Linked DNA regions of Rattus norvegicus: region 2 is linked to region 1. Evidence: chromatin contacts called from public Hi-C data. All regions are on one chromosome and are shown on one strand. The core of a region is the stretch at or near the end of the contact, and the rest is flanking DNA. Distances in the headings are between cores, read along the strand shown.

Region 1 (4,988 bases), core at 1,666-4,165:
GTAAATGTTCTTGGGGGAAAAGTAAAAATGGTTAACTACTAGAAATGAAAAACATTAATTATTAATCGGAAAGGATTTGTTTAATTTTAGGTAAGGAAAAAGAGGTGTTTATGGGTTAAAACATAGCCCTGTTGCACACACACAAATACTGACAGTCACGAAGAATTCATGAGTATAGATGACTGGCCGTCCATATTAAATGCAATATTAATCAATTGCTTATTATCCTATCATGTCCTATTTCTTCCCAAGACTTCTGCCAAATGTGCAGAGTTTAGAATAGGTCCAGAGACAGCAGCAAGAAGGCTGAGGAATTGAGAAATAGCCCCAGTGAAACAGGGGTGAAGCAGCGGCCTTGTTTAGTCTGGAAAGGCAGAGCGGGAGGGCTTAACAGCAGCCCTCGAATCCATGACAGAACACAGCCCTTTGCAGGTAGAGGTGAACAGCTGGTCTCCGTTTCCTCCGAGGACAGTACAAGCCCTGGAGTCTTAAGTGCAGTCAATGGGGATTCAAGCAAGATGTTACGGAGCCTTCCCGACCCCAGGAGATGTGCAAGGGAAAAAGACTCAGGTTTTCTGGATTTAGACTGTACTGACTTATGGTTATTAATTATATTTTAAGTCAGAAAGTTGAAGTTGAAAAATAAAAAGGAAAGGACAATTCCCCATGCAAGACCCTGGAGAGGAAAAGAGTGGATAAATTGTGATCTGGGGCCAGAGACCATATGGGTTGAATGAAATGTATCACTTAGGATATTTGGCCGGAAGAAAATGAAATACAGTATAGAAAGGGGGAGGGGAGTTGCATACATAAATAAAAGAAAAAGAGAAAAGTATTGGAGGTATTTATAATACGCAGACTATTTTAACCAAAGTTTTGTTTTTGGTCATGGGAAAGTAATTCTAATAGTCCAAGTGTGTGAGGAACAGTACTCACTGATGGTTGACACTATTTTGTGGAACCGGTGTAGTTAAATATGAGAATCAGGGCCAAGAAGCAGATTGGCCATATTTAATTTCTGCCTTTACAAACAATACAAACAAACCAGAAAAGGGATGGGATGACTTTTCAAAGCTTTCCCAACCTTTTGATTTTATAACATAAAGGGAAATGGTAATTATGAGGCGAGTAAACAGTAGATACATACGACACAAATCAAGGACTAGAAATGTCCACATCAAAGAAACAATAGCTGAATAGTAGGAATTACTAAAAAAAAATTACAAACATCATTGACATTGTTAGCAGGGGAGATACGAACTGAGTGGCCAGTGATGCTGGCTTTGTGAAGCTCAAACTAAGGAAGGAGACCCATGGACTTAAGAACCTTAAAGTCTAAGTCTTGCTGAGTGATAACGTTGTTCCCCATCTGTTGTTGGAAACCTATGGCGCTCGGAATGATGGCAGTTGTAGAAACACGGACTCATCGATGGGCGTTTCACACAGTAAATAGCTCAAGGATGCACATAAGCTCTTAAGATTACCACCAATGTTAACTTATTTCAGCCATTTCAACTCCTACAGTGCTCAGAATTATGTGTAAGTGTTCCAGTTTCCTCTGCCGGCACTCCACTCCCAGTTTCCGGGCTAGCTGTGATCAATTTTCTAGTTACCTGTGTTTCTGTGCCTGTTGAATACGGGGATGGCCCTCTTTACACTGGGCTTTCTGAGCAAATGCAGGGTTTTGTCATTAGTGTGTTCTATCTAATGGGTTTTATAGTGCATGGCTTTGTTTTGTTTTTGCTTTTTTTCTGACAAAAACTTTTCTTCGCTCTAAATAGCAGAAAATAGAATCATGCTTGAGTTTGTCAAATATATATATATATATATATATATATATATACATACATACATACATATATATATAGATAGCATTCTGGTACACAGAACTTAATCTAAAAATAGGTTGCTGGCCATATTTTTTTTTTTACGGCTTTTAAAATATGTACTTTGAATTCACTTGTAAAATGATTCAGATTTGGAAATCAATCTCTCTCTCTCTCTCTCTCTCTCTCTCTCCCCCCCCACTCTTCTTTCTGTCTCTCCGTCTCTCCTTTATCCCCCTCTCTCTTTCGACAAAGAAAAGCCTTTTGTTCTGGTCCCTACCAGTGCTTTATTCTGTGACTTTCTGCTGTCCCCTAGTGGCATGTTAATCTTTTTGACGATGGTGTGATTGTCCCTGGAACCAATTCTGTCTTCTGTGCTTTTTTTTTTTTTTTTTTTCTGACTCTCATTAGCAGGCATTTAAAATATTTCTAAACAACCCAAGAATTACCTTTTAGAAGCAGCAACTACATTCTTCAGCACAAACAGCATTTGATCTTTGAGCTCAAGTGTACATGCCCAGGGAGGAGAAGCCATGTAGGTACATTATCCTGTTCCCTGGCCCATGTTCTCCCCAATTCAGATTCTCAAAATTCTAACACAAAATTGATGAAAGCAAAATGCTGTTGGCTTTGACTGTTCCTAAGTAACAGACGGCGGTGAGGCATAATTTGTGACAGGTTAGACTCTTTATGTCAATGGGTTTACAAACAAAAATTATGGTATCACTTTCCTCTCTCTTTCGAAAGTTCTGCTTGGTTACTCTCATGTTTCTAGTTGCTTTTTGTTTTTGTTTTTTGTTTTTTGTTTTTTTTTTTATGGTGGCATTTGTCAAGAAATAGTTGTAAAAAAATACAACAGCATTCTCAATGTTTGAAACGCTATATGTGACTTACTTATGTGAGAGGCAGACTCTCCTTCATAGTTTCCAGGATGGCTTAGAGATAGGGTCAGAGTTTTCTGTTACCTCTCTACATAAAATCAGAAACTTGCAAAAAAAACGAGAGCTGGATTGGCTGTTTACCCCTTAGGCCGTTAAGCCACACATGTTCAGCTCTAATGTGGTGCTGGTGCATTGCTCAGCAAATTCTTTCAGCTGATTGAACTCGTCATTTCAAACTGTACGTCATGAAAATGGGATAGCTAAGGTCGTCAGAAACCATAGCTCAGCTTTAAAAAATTTTAATATTAACCGATTAAAGACTGTAAGCCTAGCTTCCACAACCCCTTTAAGAGATGGCTTACAGCATTCCCAAGACTTTACAAGAAAAGAAAAAAAAAACCCAACTTGGATGAAATCTAGCCCATTAATTGAACATTAGAGAAATCTGAGCTGAATGCTGAACTAATGATCGTTTGGCTCTGTCTTGTTTGGCACTTGCGTGGTTTTGACAACGATCACTTGACTAGTAACACTATTTTCTTTCTGAACTCGAGGGGAAGAGGGTTGGGAGTGGGGGCAGGGAGGAGAAGGCTCAAAGCCTAGGTACTCCTATTTCTCGGTAATTCAAGTGTACAGTCTGGCCGTGGGCAAGCAAACGAGCTAAGCTGTAAGGCTCCCTTCAGTGACGTGAGTGAAGCTTGTGTCTTCAAAGAAAAGTTGATGCAGTTTTTTTTAAACTGCCTCTCTTCTGGAAGGTCAGATTGCTGCCCAATTTAGTCATTTTGCCTGTTTATACATGCCTCCATTGGGATAAGGCATTACAAAACAAAGCTCTGGATGCAATCAATCTTGGCCTAAGTGCAAAGTCACCCGACCAATCCCCGGAATCCTGTGCCTATCGTGAAGCAGGGGGAAGGAAGGGTTTATGCCTCCTGTACTTCTTCTCAAGAGAAAGGACAAGTCCCCTTCCTAAGCCTTTGTAGGGTTCATGTATCTCCTCTTCAGCCTGACCCATCTCTCAAATTCAAATTACATGGTTTTCTAAAAATACATCCTTCGTCAAACATCGTAATTTACAGTAGCTATTTTTTTTCCACAGAGAAATGCCTGACTTTTGTTTATTTTTTGTTGTCTAATTCAGATTGTAAATGTCCTAAAAAAATGTTCTCCTGGAGTTATTTTTAAAACCTCATGGTAAGCTAGGTGTAAATACTGTGACTGTTACTGGGAATGTTGGAAGCAACATATTTTTGACTGATTGCAGAGGGTGGGGGTGGGTGAGAATTCCATTTGGAATTCTAATTAATTTAATTTCCATTTTAGATAAAATTACTCTGAAAAACTCAATTCTAATGAATAAAAGTTTTTTTTTCCATTGAAGATTCTATTGGATTTAGGGAAAATAGAGGATAAAGTTTCCTTTAAAAAAAAATTAAGGCTACGGATAGTCTTAATAAATCTTCTGAAAAGTAATCCGGCATCGTCAGTGGTCTATTCTCTACAGAATTAGTTTTTCCAAAACAATAATAAAGCTGAGCGGGCCTACTTTTTACAACTCTGGAGACTATCTAAACAAAACGAGCAGATTTATAGGGCTATTTTTAGTGCGCGTCACCGCGTTACAGTTACCATTCGCTTTTGAACCTCATTTGACATCCCTAGTAGAAAAATACAGGCAGAAGACTCATTAAGACCCTTAATAAAGACAGTCTCCACACGGCTGTTACCCCTCGAAAAAAACAAAGTTGAGGTGTGCATCCGAATGTTCTTTTGGACTCTTACATTTGTTTCCATTTGTCTAAGACAACTCTCTGAATCTCTGTAACCACCTCTCTTGCCCCATGCGTAGGTGGTGTGTCCTCATAACTGAAATAAAATCACACTTTCACGGGTGGGAATCTTCAGAGAGCCACAGGTAACTCGGCTATGCACAAGTCACCATTATTTTCCCACAAGTTGTAGATTTACTCCCAAGTAATAGTAACTTGCTGAAAAAGTGAAACATTGCGACTCTCAGCAAACCACTCTTGCATGGAGAAAAAAAAAAGCCACGGAGGAGTTTATGCAATGTTATGAAATAGTTCACCACACAGATTTATGGAAAAAGCACAGTTGCATTTTAAACTAAAGTCAGGAGAATTAAGTGTCTCCGTTTTGGTCACCAAGTTTCTTTAGCTTTTTCATTCAGAGAGAGAGAGAGAGAGAGAGGTGCGTTTCCTTCATGGGCGGTCCCACCTTCACCAGAGGACACAAACGAAGACTTCATCTCCTTCGTGTATTG
Region 2 (4,988 bases), core at 1,059-3,558, 360 kb before region 1:
CACACACACACACACACAGAGTGCACATTAAAATTAGTCTCACCTACCTGCCTTCTACTCTCCTCTAACTACGCACCGTGTGGACTCCTATGTATAGGTGGGGGAAATACTCAGTGTGTCATATTGTCTGCAGACCCACAGGACAGGTCCCCATTTCTGTAGATTCCTGAGTGTAAGCCTAGACCTAGACCTAGACCGTGGCCTTTTTTTTTTTTTTTTTTTTTATCGAGGGAGTCCGGCTTTGTTAATGTATTTGTACTTTTCTGCTTTCGGTCTAGGTTTTTGCTTTGGAGGAAGGAGGAGGTACAGGAGGGGGGAGGGGAACAGAGCACAAAGACTATCTAGTTCTCACCGAGCAGGTTTCAAAATAGGAACTTCACGGGGAAGAAAGAATAGAAATAAGGAGTGAGAGAATGCTGCATTACCACAAGTTTACCAGTCTGTGAAGATTTTTGTTTTTCCCTTTAGACGATTCTGTTTACTTCATACTGAAACATTTTCAAATTTTAATCCTTTAGCAAACAAAACCTCAATATAAATATGGCATGGGCCACTGGCAAAAAAACCGAACTTAAACTCAGTGCACAGAGGGGAGGGGTGCAGGGAGAAGAGAGGGCCCTTTCTGATTAATAACTAGCAGGGTAATGTTGAGGGCTTTTTCTGCCCGATTGCCTTTTTGAATTAGAGCCGATTTCTTCACACTTCAATAGTGCCTGTCTCCTTTAAAATGATTGGCAGATCTGTTTCTCTTCTTTCTCTCCCTGAGACTTAATGATGTAAATTTTCTAATTAGTTAAATCATATTGCTTAAAGGGCTAATATTTACCGTGTAAGAAATGATCATTCTGATTTGGACCTCTTGAAATATTTCGAGAAATAACATTTGGCTTTTAGGTTGAAGGATGAGAGAGGGGGAGGCGCTGATGGAGTGAGGGAAGGCACGGACCGGCAACATGTTAAATTAATAGTTCAAGTTGAGCTGGGCTCACACCCCAAGTCCGCTTTTATTTTTCAATCAGCGAAGATTTAATTGGCAGCCCTCGGGCCGGGCGATCTGATATTTTCTCATTAGTTTCCCATCACTAATCTTGAGTGGTAGGTTGCCTTACAGGTTGTCAACATTTGACCAATTTTATTTAGCGGGGGGGGGGGGGGTGGACACTTGGGGGCGCATTATGACTCCGGGATGTGAGACCTGCAAATAAATCCTGCTTGGATCAGCGGAACTAACAGGCGAAAAAAATGTTGACTATTCATCGTCGCATCTAATAAGTTGCATTAATGTATATTTCAAGACGGGTGATTATACTTGTGCTGTAAAGACACAGATGAAAAGAGGTCGGAGCGGGAGCACTAAACTAGTTGAAGTGAAACGTAGATGCATTTCGAGCCCAAGGTAAATAAGCCAAGTGGAATCGCTGTTGAGGGTTTAGGAGCTCTGATCGTCCTCCCTTTCCTTTTGCAGCTGCGTGAAACCGCCAAGCCTGTGTCACCAGCTCTGAGCCGCTCGGCGGGCTGGTCCACAGATAACATCAGAGCGCCCCCTGCTGGCTAGCAGGGTAGACCGCGGCGGGACAGCCCCCCGCGAAGCCAACGGTGTTTTTCTGCGCCCCCCACCCTCCACCTACCCTTCCCACTACTCCCGCCCTCGTCTGGCTGCAGCGAAGGACTAGTTTGTCAATGCTGAACATTTAAGTGGATAAATGATAAAAATAATAATAAAATAGGAAAGTACTCACACCTTTCACTTGGCCTCGGGGAATAACCGACCAAATGCCTAAGGAAAAGGATACGTTTTCTAATTTTTTTATTCTGCGGGGGTTTGCTCGAGTTTGCTTTTTATCTCCTTGTAGGTTTCACTTCCAAAGATACATTTTAATGTGCAATACAGAAGGTTTTATTATTACTAAAAAATAGATATCTGGGGAGGGGCAACAAGGAATGCCAAATAATATTTCTAATACTTGTAAAATCAAACTCCTGGGGGAAATTTCACAGGTTTATAAAAGTCTACAGGAATCACTTTTGGAATTTAAGCAGTTTCAATTTGAGGTAGCCCCTTTTGCACACATCAGTGGGATCCCAGAGCGTTCAAAATTCTCTCTTTCTCTTTCTCTGTGTCTCTGTCTGTCTGTCCGTCCGTCCGTCTTAATTGTCAGAGTATCTATTCACAAACAGGTCTTTCCCATGCGCATGTTTTCTTCTCTGGCTCTGCTTTCTCGCTTTTTGCTGGACAAGGACAGAGCTGCTGGAGAGCACCCCAATATCCCGCCGCCGCCAGAGTGCAGGCACTTTTCATCTCTCTGAGACGCAAAGTGCGCCGCGCGGTTTCAGAGGCTTGGGGTTCGCCGCACAGCAGCGTACTTGGAGCGCCCAGATTACTCTCTCAGAAGGGTCTCCCCACTGCAGTTAGACCCCGCACACACCAAACGTGACAATCTACCACGCGGAACGACTTTAGCTTCTCGGGGACTTTTTGGTTTTGATTTTAAAGAATCAGATTGCGGGAGTGTGTGTGTGGGGGTGTTGAGAGCAATTCTAAGGAACGAGGCTCTGGGGAAGGAAAGAAAAGGCGACAGGGAGAACGGAATTTGCAAAGGTGCGTCTCCATTCTTTCCTTCCCAGTGCTTCTAGTTTGTGGATTGTGCGATCCATTCTCTACCCTGGCTCCTCTGCTCAGCCCCCACCCCAGTTCCTAGACGTTGGAGGTCTGGATCAGGCACCCTGGGGCCCCACAGAAAGGGGAGCTTCTAGAAAGGCAGTGGTGGGAACCAACCCAGATCTTTGGGCAGAGAATAGGGGTGCCTCAATGCAGCTGAGCTTGAAATATTGTTAGGGGCTTTTGTAATAACGGAGATAAATTTAAATATGCACCATCAAGCAAGCTGTTATGATGAGAGGGACTCTGTTTTGAAGTTGATTGCATTGCTTTAAAAGTATAGTCTACTGGGGGAAGTCTGGCACTGCGGTTCACTTTTTGAAAGATCCCCTTTAAGCTCAGTAACGTGTAAGAGGGGTTACTGCACAACACATAGACCACCTTAAATAAATGTGTATATAGGTATACGCGTGCATATGGAATACATAGTTGTACGGTGACTACATAAACACATGAAAACAAACACAAGGAAGTGGCTTCAGTGCAGCCGAATTCAGAACACAAGCACATCCGCAGTAATACTCTCATGCTCACTGGTGGAGGAAATGGAGAAATCCTAGTGTGTTTGGTTACATACAGCTTAACAAAATTGGGAGACACTGACAGTCTAGTCAATGTTCTAAGTAAACTGACACAAAGGTCCTCCAGAAGAGACAGAAAATACCCTGCCATTAATCTTAAACCACTTGACGATTATGATTGAAAGAACGAGATCACTAAGACTTCTCTTCTCAGATGGCTGTGAACAGTCCTACGCCTACATTGTGGCAACAAAATTAACTCTCCAGGAGGAATGGCGCTCTTTTTAAAAATTGTTTTGTTTTGCTTTAAAGGCAAGGAGAGAACGAAAATAATAATAATGATAAAATCCAAGGAACCTGAGTTAAACACCCTGGATTTGTTGCTGTTAAGAGACTGTTTTCACTTCTGGTTTGCTCAGTCTGGCTACAAAAGAAACAGGATCAAATGATGCCTCTACCGGATAAAACAAAACACTAATGTCAGTCATTAGGTTTCCCCCATTTTTTTTTTTTAATGTCCAGCGGTTTTGCGAATGAAAGTTGGGCAGGTGTTAAAGATGTTACCTTGTCCACATCTATCAGTCCACTCCTGTCACTTGAATTTTACAAGCTTTTTGTATCAAATTGAGTTCATGGAAAAGAGAATTAGATACCAATATTGTGCACTTTCAAGTAACTACCCTCCACCCCATCCCCCCACGGCCCCCCAAGCCTGCATCTGAATGCTGATGCCCTAATAACCAGAGACCCACACCCTACAGAAAAAGGTGGTTAAGAACCCCAATCACTGGGCTTTCTGACAAAGATGTAGCCGTTCTTTGCCCTTGGAGTCCCAAGAAAGAATGTCTCCCCATACGCAAAAGCCCTTATGTTTTCCTTAGAAACTTGAATTGGGTAAACAATTCTGAGGGGTTCCTGAATAATTAACATTTTAAAAAGCTAAATACTGAACAAAGAGAGGCAGGTAGCAACACCAACAAAAAAGATAAAATAAGCCGTGCTTTAAAAAATTATTCTTTCAACTGCACAGTTCCAGATGCCGCAGCTCAACCTTTCTCACTGAGTGACCGGCTCTCCCTGCAGGGAGAGCTGGCACTGGAGCCCTCTCTCGACCAGAGTTTTGGAAAATCAGGGGTGTCTGGGGAGAGGGGAGGGAATGGGGTCTCCTCGCAGCTTACTCTTCCTACCTGTTCCCTCCACCCCAAGCTAGAGAGAAGTGGCACCCAGACTCCAAGTGGCACTCATAAGGGTGTGTCGCCAAACCAAAGTGGAAACCCAAGTAGGTCCCGAAGGCCCAGCAGCCTGCCAAGGGGACAAGACCTAAGGGTCGGAGGCACACGCCACCGCCTGTCTGACTGCCTGGCGGTCTGCCTGCGCTTGGGTGGACAAAAGGCTCACTGGCTACTCTAGTGTCGCAGCTGTTCTGTGTCATTCGATGGAGGGAGCAGGCGCTGCAGTGTTGGTGCGCGCGCGCGCGTGGGACACACGTGCACTTGTGTCTATATCCAGCCTCAGACACTCAACTGCTTAAGTTCCTGGCTCTGCGCAGCCCCACCTCAGCAGATCCCACCGCATCCCTACGCTACCTGTATCTCCCGAGTCACACCGGACAGGTGTGCCCAACTTGAACCTCAAAGCCTCAGGGTAAAGACCCAAGAGAGGAGAGGCAAGAGGATAGGCGGGGTTGAGAAGAATGATGGAGTTCTTAGAGCTAGGATATCCCCACCTTCCAGCTTCTGTCACCACACTCAATCTTTCCCGCCCAGACTTACCGGGTCAGGCAAAGAGATTGATTCTGGCAAAAACCT

The links. A called contact is a pair of places that touch in the nucleus more often than the background predicts.
Region 2: a contact with region 1 is called in a Hi-C map of liver, with 6 times the contacts expected there. The contact joins two enhancer-like sites. A contact is called at or near these places in 7 of 12 Hi-C or Micro-C datasets (the A7r5 cell line, Schwann cells, frontal cortex and 3 more).

Annotation. Positions count from the first base shown.
Region 1 is chr3:122,828,723-122,833,710 of GRCr8, reverse strand. No RefSeq gene overlaps it. Among named protein-coding and RNA genes, the nearest start is that of Cdin1, 65 kb to the left of the region's middle. Within about 2 kb of position 2,915, at least 1 of the 93 cell types and tissues checked has an H3K27ac peak or open chromatin away from gene starts, as enhancers often do. A contact at or near this core is called in liver, where this site is marked.
Region 2 is chr3:123,186,566-123,191,553 of GRCr8, reverse strand. No RefSeq gene overlaps it. Among named protein-coding and RNA genes, the nearest start is that of Meis2, 210 kb to the left of the region's middle. Within about 2 kb of position 2,308, at least 15 of the 93 cell types and tissues checked have an H3K27ac peak or open chromatin away from gene starts, as enhancers often do. A contact at or near this core is called in liver, where this site is marked.